Linked DNA regions of Anser cygnoides: region 1 is linked to region 2. A link is a contact called in public Hi-C data. All regions are on one chromosome and are shown on one strand. The core of a region is the stretch at or near the end of the contact, and the rest is flanking DNA. Distances in the headings are between cores, read along the strand shown. Region 1 holds the start of ZFP36L1 (ZFP36 ring finger protein like 1). Region 2 overlaps RAD51B (RAD51 paralog B).

Evidence for each region. A called contact is a pair of places that touch in the nucleus more often than the background predicts.
Region 1: a Hi-C map of granulosa cells shows a contact between it and region 2, with 2.1 times the contacts expected there. The contact joins the promoter of ZFP36L1 here to the enhancer-like site in region 2. A contact is called at or near these places in 2 of 7 Hi-C or Micro-C datasets (granulosa cells and liver).

Annotation. Positions count from the first base shown.
Region 1 is chr5:29,297,249-29,300,171 of Taihu_goose_T2T_genome, forward strand. It overlaps ZFP36L1 (ZFP36 ring finger protein like 1), which reads right to left and starts at 1,261. Exons shown (of 2, transcript XM_048065239.2): 1 at 1,033-1,261; 2 at 1-490. The coding sequence starts at 1,089. It overlaps LOC125182930 (a long non-coding RNA gene), which reads left to right and starts at 1,439. Exons shown (of 4, transcript XR_010832052.1): 1 at 1,439-2,923.
Region 2 is chr5:29,232,707-29,235,634 of Taihu_goose_T2T_genome, forward strand. The region is part of intron 10 of RAD51B (RAD51 paralog B); the gene reads left to right. It overlaps LOC106031667 (a long non-coding RNA gene), which reads right to left. Exons shown (of 5, transcript XR_010832055.1): 4 at 2,540-2,741. Among named protein-coding and RNA genes, the nearest start is that of ZFP36L1, 64 kb to the right of the region's middle. Within about 2 kb of position 1,400, at least 2 of the 3 cell types and tissues checked have open chromatin away from gene starts, as enhancers often do.

The DNA.
Region 1 (2,923 bases), core at 11-2,510, 64 kb after region 2:
CGGCGCGGCGCTCCTCGGCGTTGTGGATGAAGTGGCAGCGCGGCCCGTAAGGGCAGAAGCCGATGGTGTGGAAGGTGCGGCAGAGCTCGGTCTTGTACTTGGGGTGGCGGGTGAGGCTGCGCAGCTCGTGGATGCCGTGGGCGAACTGGCACTTGTCGCCGTACTTGCAGGCGCCGTTCTCCTCGAAGGGGCGGCACAGCTCCGTCTTGTAGCGGCTGGAGTTGACCTGGCCCCCGGGCTGCTTCTGCTGCAGCAGGCGCTCGCCGCCCTCTGAGAAGGAGCGGTCCCGAAAGCGGCTTTCCCGGGGGCCCAGCATGGGCGCGGGCTCCCCTTTCAGGCTGCTGAGGAGCTGGTTCTGGTGGAACTTGGAGTTGGGCAGGGTGACAGAGTGCCTCCTAGGGAAACCCCCGCCGGCCGGGGTGCCCACCGCCTTCCTGTCCAGCAGGCACCCGCTGACACCCGAGGGGCTGTAGTTCAGCATCTTGTTGCTCTGCGGGCAGAAAGCAAGCACCGGTCACTGCCACCGCCTCCTCCGCAACTCTCCCCGGACGGGAGGGCGACGCCGGGAGCCCTCGGAGGGCTCAGCCTCGGCGGCACGGCTCGGCACGGCTCGGCACAGCCCCCCCGCGCGTCCCACCCGTCTGCTGCGAGCAAAGCAAGCCCCGAGCCGCCCCTACGACCACCGGGGCGGCTGCTGCGGGAAGAGCCCCCCGGGGGGAAGGCGCCGGGGGCTCGGGCTGCGCCCAGCCCCGCTCCCCGCTCCCCGCCCGGGCGCGCTGCAGCGGGCGGCGGCAGGAGCACGGCCCCCGCCCGGCGCCGCCGACCGGCCCCGGCCCTGCCCGGCCCCGAAGGCGGGGAGCGGGGCCCGGGCTGAGCCGAGCGGGGCGCCCCGCCCGGCCGCCCAAGTTGCTCGCGGCCGGAGAAGGGGGAGGGGGGAAGGAAAAAGAAAAAAGGGATAAAAAGTAAAGGAAAAAAAAAAGCGCAGAGAGCCCCTGCAGGCGCCAACCCGAAGCTGCCAGCCGGCGCGGTTACCTTGCATAAAACTTCGCTCAGGTCGAAGATGGTGGGCGACACCAGGGCTGTGGACATCTTCGGCGAGCGAGGGGGGAAGCGGCAGGCGCGGCGGCAGGCAAGTGGAAGGAGTCGCGGTGTGGGTAAGGCGCAGCCTCCAGCTCGCAGCCTCCAGCGCGCTGCCTCCCCCCGCTGCTGCTAGCGCTGCCTCCGCTGCCGCCACCAGCCCGCCGCGCCCGCTCGCCGCTTCCAGCGGGCTGGGGGAAAAAGCTCAACTTATAAAGTTTCGGACTTACCCCGGGAGGAGGAGCCGGCGGCGGGAGGAAGGGGAGGAGGAGGAGGAGGACAGGGTGATTGACACCGCGACTGAATCACCCGGGCGGGCGGGCCCAGAAAAAAACTTTTCGGGAGGAAGAAGCGAGGGGGAGGGGAGGAGGGGAGGGGAAAAAAAAAAAAAAAAAAGAAAGAAAAGGAAAAAAAAAAAAAAAAAAGCGCGTCCCTTCCAGAACAGCCCCTGCGGGCAGCGCTCCCCTCCCCGCCCCGGACGCGGGAGGCGGCTGTGCGCGCGCCCGCGTGTGTGTGCGCGTGCCCGCGAGTGTGTGTGTGTGTGTGTGTGTGTGTGTGTGTGTGTGTGTGTGTGTGTGTGTGTGTGTGCGCGCGCGCGCGTGCAACGCGCGGCCCCGCGCAAAAGTGGCGCAAGTCCCGCGGCGCCGCGCGGCGCCCGCCCCTGGAGCGGGGGGTGGCGGCGCGGGGCCCCCCCGGCGGCGCGGCGGTGCCGGCTGGCTTTGTGTAGCTCGCTCCGCCGCCCCCGGGCCGCGCTGCCGCTTCTCCCGGTTTTATTGCAAGCCGGCAGGCGCTGCGGCGGGAAGGAGCTCGCAGCCGCGCTCGTGGAAGTTGCTAAAAGACGGTTTTAAAAGGGTGTTTGATACGTTTCTGCCTCTTCTCCCCGTATGCTCTCCTGCCAGTCCCCTCTGAGTTGTAAAACTGAAAAAAGAATGCGTCTCTGAGCAAGTAATCTGTTCCAGATTTCAGTAGGCACAGTGTGATTCATACCGATATTGATATGGCGGGGGGGGGGGGGGGAGGACGGGGCAGTTTCGGTGTAAAAAAACCAAAACGTCTCTAGGCTTCCTGATACCAGGGTGCCTCAGCGGCACGGCGGCTGCCCTCCAGGGCGGGCGAGGGGCCGGGGGGGCGAGGGGCCCCTTGCCGGGGTCCCCTTGGCGAGGGTCCCTCCCAGCCCCCGCAGGGACCCAGCAGGGCGCGAAGCCGAGCGGGCAGCGCCTTGAGAACTTGAAGCAACTCAGCCGCTTCCTCCGCTGTTTGCTTTAGAGTCTCAGGAGCCGGACTTTGAACTGGCGGCTGAGCTTTTTCCCCTCCTTTGCTCTTCGAGAACGGCCAAAACAACCAAGGAGAGGAACGCCCACGGGCTCCGGCTATTCCAGATTTCTTTCTTTCTTTCTTTCCTTTTTTTTTTTTTTTTTATTTACTTAGGGAGAGCAATCAGGTTCCTCGAATTTCCTTCTCTTTCTAGTTTCTTTTCTTTCGCCTTGGCCAGAAGCGAGGAGTAACCGGGGAGAGACCAGTCTATTATTTTCTGCAGTTGTTTACTGATTCTGTAGATGGTGCTTGTTCCCAGGGCTCCGAGCCTCTCTATAATTAAACCCATTTTAATTGTTAGGTTAGAAACGTCATTTCGGGGACTTTCCAAGAGTTACCGAGAAAGCCGGCCGAGATAACTATTTCACTACTGAGTTGCTCTGAGCCGTTTTTGTTTTTTTCTTTTTCTCGGCTTCCTCCCTGCTCCCTCTTGTGCTGAATTGTGCATTATTCGCTCGCCCCACGCGCGCGTATGTTTTGGAAACTTGGGGTTTGAGGTCGCGCATTTCCACGCATCGAGCAGCGAACGCCG
Region 2 (2,928 bases), core at 150-2,649:
TTTCTCATCAGGTATAAAAATACAAGGTGACCGTTCTCTTCCGGCTTTCCAGAGTATGAACACAGCTGCTGAATCAAAGACTTATTGAATTTAGGGTGGAAAGGAGTTTCTCCACTGCATCTGTCTTTTCAATCTGCAGGAGCTGCCCTTCTCAGAGTCAAACAGTTTCTATTAGTCAGGTCATTTTTCCTCAGTCCTTATGAAGAAATCCTGTTCAGTCAAAACAGCGTACTATTTACAGGAAGCTTGGCAGGGTCAAAAAGTGACTGCAAAACCAATCTCTTGTTAAAACACATACATTATCTGCTCTGATGTAGATACTATTAGAGCTCAGCAATCTCTGATTTGATATCAGGACGTTGAAGGTGATTTCAGAGTCAGATTTGTTAAACTTGGCGACATTTTGAGTGTTATCATGTGTCATTAGCAGAGCTAACTTAGTCGCTCCAAGTCCCATTTAATCTATCCAGCTCACTACCCACAGCTTCTGACCTACTTAGTCACTTCCTGTCTTTGATTTTCACCTTAAAGCCTCTTTTCTGTGTTGGCCAGTGACTGCCATTTAATCTTAATCAAACTTCCTTGGACTTCCATTACTGTCAAGCACAACTCCTCACGCTGTAATACTCACCCTTCTGAGTGCAAGAAAGTTGATTTACAGCCAACAGTCTACCTCTTCTCTTATGCTCTAAGTTCATCTTTGCTTTGTTTTTCTTCCTGTATGAGTCACTCCTTCCCCTCTTTGAGACATCGTGCCACGCTTTGTTCCCCCTCCCTCCTCAGTGACCGAGAAGCCACCATATCCACTACTTCTGTACAGACCTGGTGCATCGTCGTGTGCACACAGCTACCACGTGCAGGTTCAGAAAAATTGCTGAAGACTAAGAAATGGAGTTGGCCACAGGCTTCTACAGAACACCAGCTTTTTAATGTGAGAACGTTTGATGGCAATAGCAACTGTGTGTAACCCACAGGAGATGTGTGCAGTCTCTCCTCACGCATGTGCTCTCTCCCAGCTCTTTTTTCAATATAAGCACTTCAGCTTTTTCCTCTTCCTACTTCTGTGCTCATCAGCCTGTACTCATACTCTTGATTTTCTGTTGTTGATGTTAGCATGCAGGGGCTATAAGATCATTCACCGAGGGCAGCAGCCTTGTCCTCCTAATAAGCAGAAAATACCATACATATTGGAAGGAGGAATTAGCTACAGGCCGTTCTCATTAAGCCTCTCCTTCAACTTATCTCAGCTCAAATTGTATTTTTGAACTGCAGTCACTATACGGCATTGTAAGTTGAAAACAAGCACTTGAGCCCTTTCCAGCGAGGCTTTGAGTGGCCCTGATAGGAGGCATGGAGGAGAGATAAGCAGTGCATTGAAGTTGCAGTATCGCTGTCGCTGAGGGCAAGGAGTGAATGGAAACATACCCTCCCTCTGGCACTGCCTTGCTCCGGCCCGGGGGAGAGGATCAGGCCGAGCAGCTCCGGTTCACACGTGGCAGGAGTCAGCGGCCTCTCAGCTGATGACAGATTAGACTCGGGGCCTGCTTAGTGGGAACACTGTGATTAGACCTCAGCAGCATCTGTCTCCAGCACTGAAGGAATTACTGCTGCAGGCTGCGATTTTCTCAGCAAGCTGTAATTATACCAGGAACCTCATTCCTGCCGTTTTTCTTGACAACTTGAGTGCAAAAAAAAATGCGGGTGGGTGAGCAGAAATTGCGAAAGGAGCGGGAGAGAGACACCTGCTTATTTTCGTTCAGCTCATTTCAGTCACTTTCTCTGGGTTTCTTAGATGCGTATGAACCACAGCCTGTTTTTCCTCAAAGGTCAGTGCTGAGGTTTAACTCCCAGCAGCTGTCCTGCCACCCACCCACACTGACAGGACACGTCCTCTCTGTGCACTTAGGCACCACGGCACCGGGGCCGAGTGAGGGTGCCTGCAGGAGGCACCCAGCAGGCCCAGCCCCGGCAGCGCCCCTCGGTCCCCTCCCAGGGGAGCAGCGGTGACGGGGCCAGGCCCCGCTCACCCCTGACCAAGAAGGGCAGAAGTGGGGATGTTGGACATTGGGCAGGGTGGGTTTGAACCTGAAAAATGAGTTTGAACCACAAAGGCCTTGCCTAGACTAGGATCTAAGCATCTGAAAGGTGTTAAGTTGTATATGGTAGCTCTCTGTTTTAAAAGATGGAGAGTTCCCAGTAACATCTGGTGTGTTTTGCCAAAATAATGATGTCTAAAAAGAGCAGGACTTCTTTGTAAGATTTCTCTACCAGAAAAACATTTTTGTTTGTGCAGTTGTAACTCCATACAAGCTTGTTTGCCATTACTCTTTTCTTTGCTCGGAATATAAGGAAAACAGTTTTGTTTTTTTAAGTTTAAATCTAGGAGAGGAGGGCAGAAATAATGTATATATTCCTTTCTTAACTTTCCTCAGGGCTTTAATGCGACTGACATACTTTGAAGGCAAGAGTGTCTTGTCTGCGTTAAGCAATTTTACATCTAGGCTGTACTCATCTGGAAGAAAGCAGAATTGTTCCCTACCAGCACTCCGTCCCTCCATCCAGCAGTGTGTCGGTCAGGACAGCCAGGGGCGAGAGCGCGGCAGCAGGAACGCAGCCCCTGGGGCTGGCAGCCCCGGCAGGCAGCATGCTGGCACGCAGATCCCCCGTCTCCAGAGCCAAATGTCTTCAGATACTGGTGGGAAAGACACACATCTGGAGTTGTCTGGAGCTGGCAAGAAAAGCTGTAGACAAAGAGGAGAGAAAGGGAAGGTTGGAAAGAAAGTGGAAAGAACGTTTCTTACACATTTCGCTTTCTTTTCCATCTGCTTGTGCGATGTTGCTGTGAGCTATTAAACAGCTGCAGAGCTCTGCCCCAGAAGGGGCTGTGTTTCAGCAGTGATGGAGAATGAATCCTGCAGCAGAGTGCTC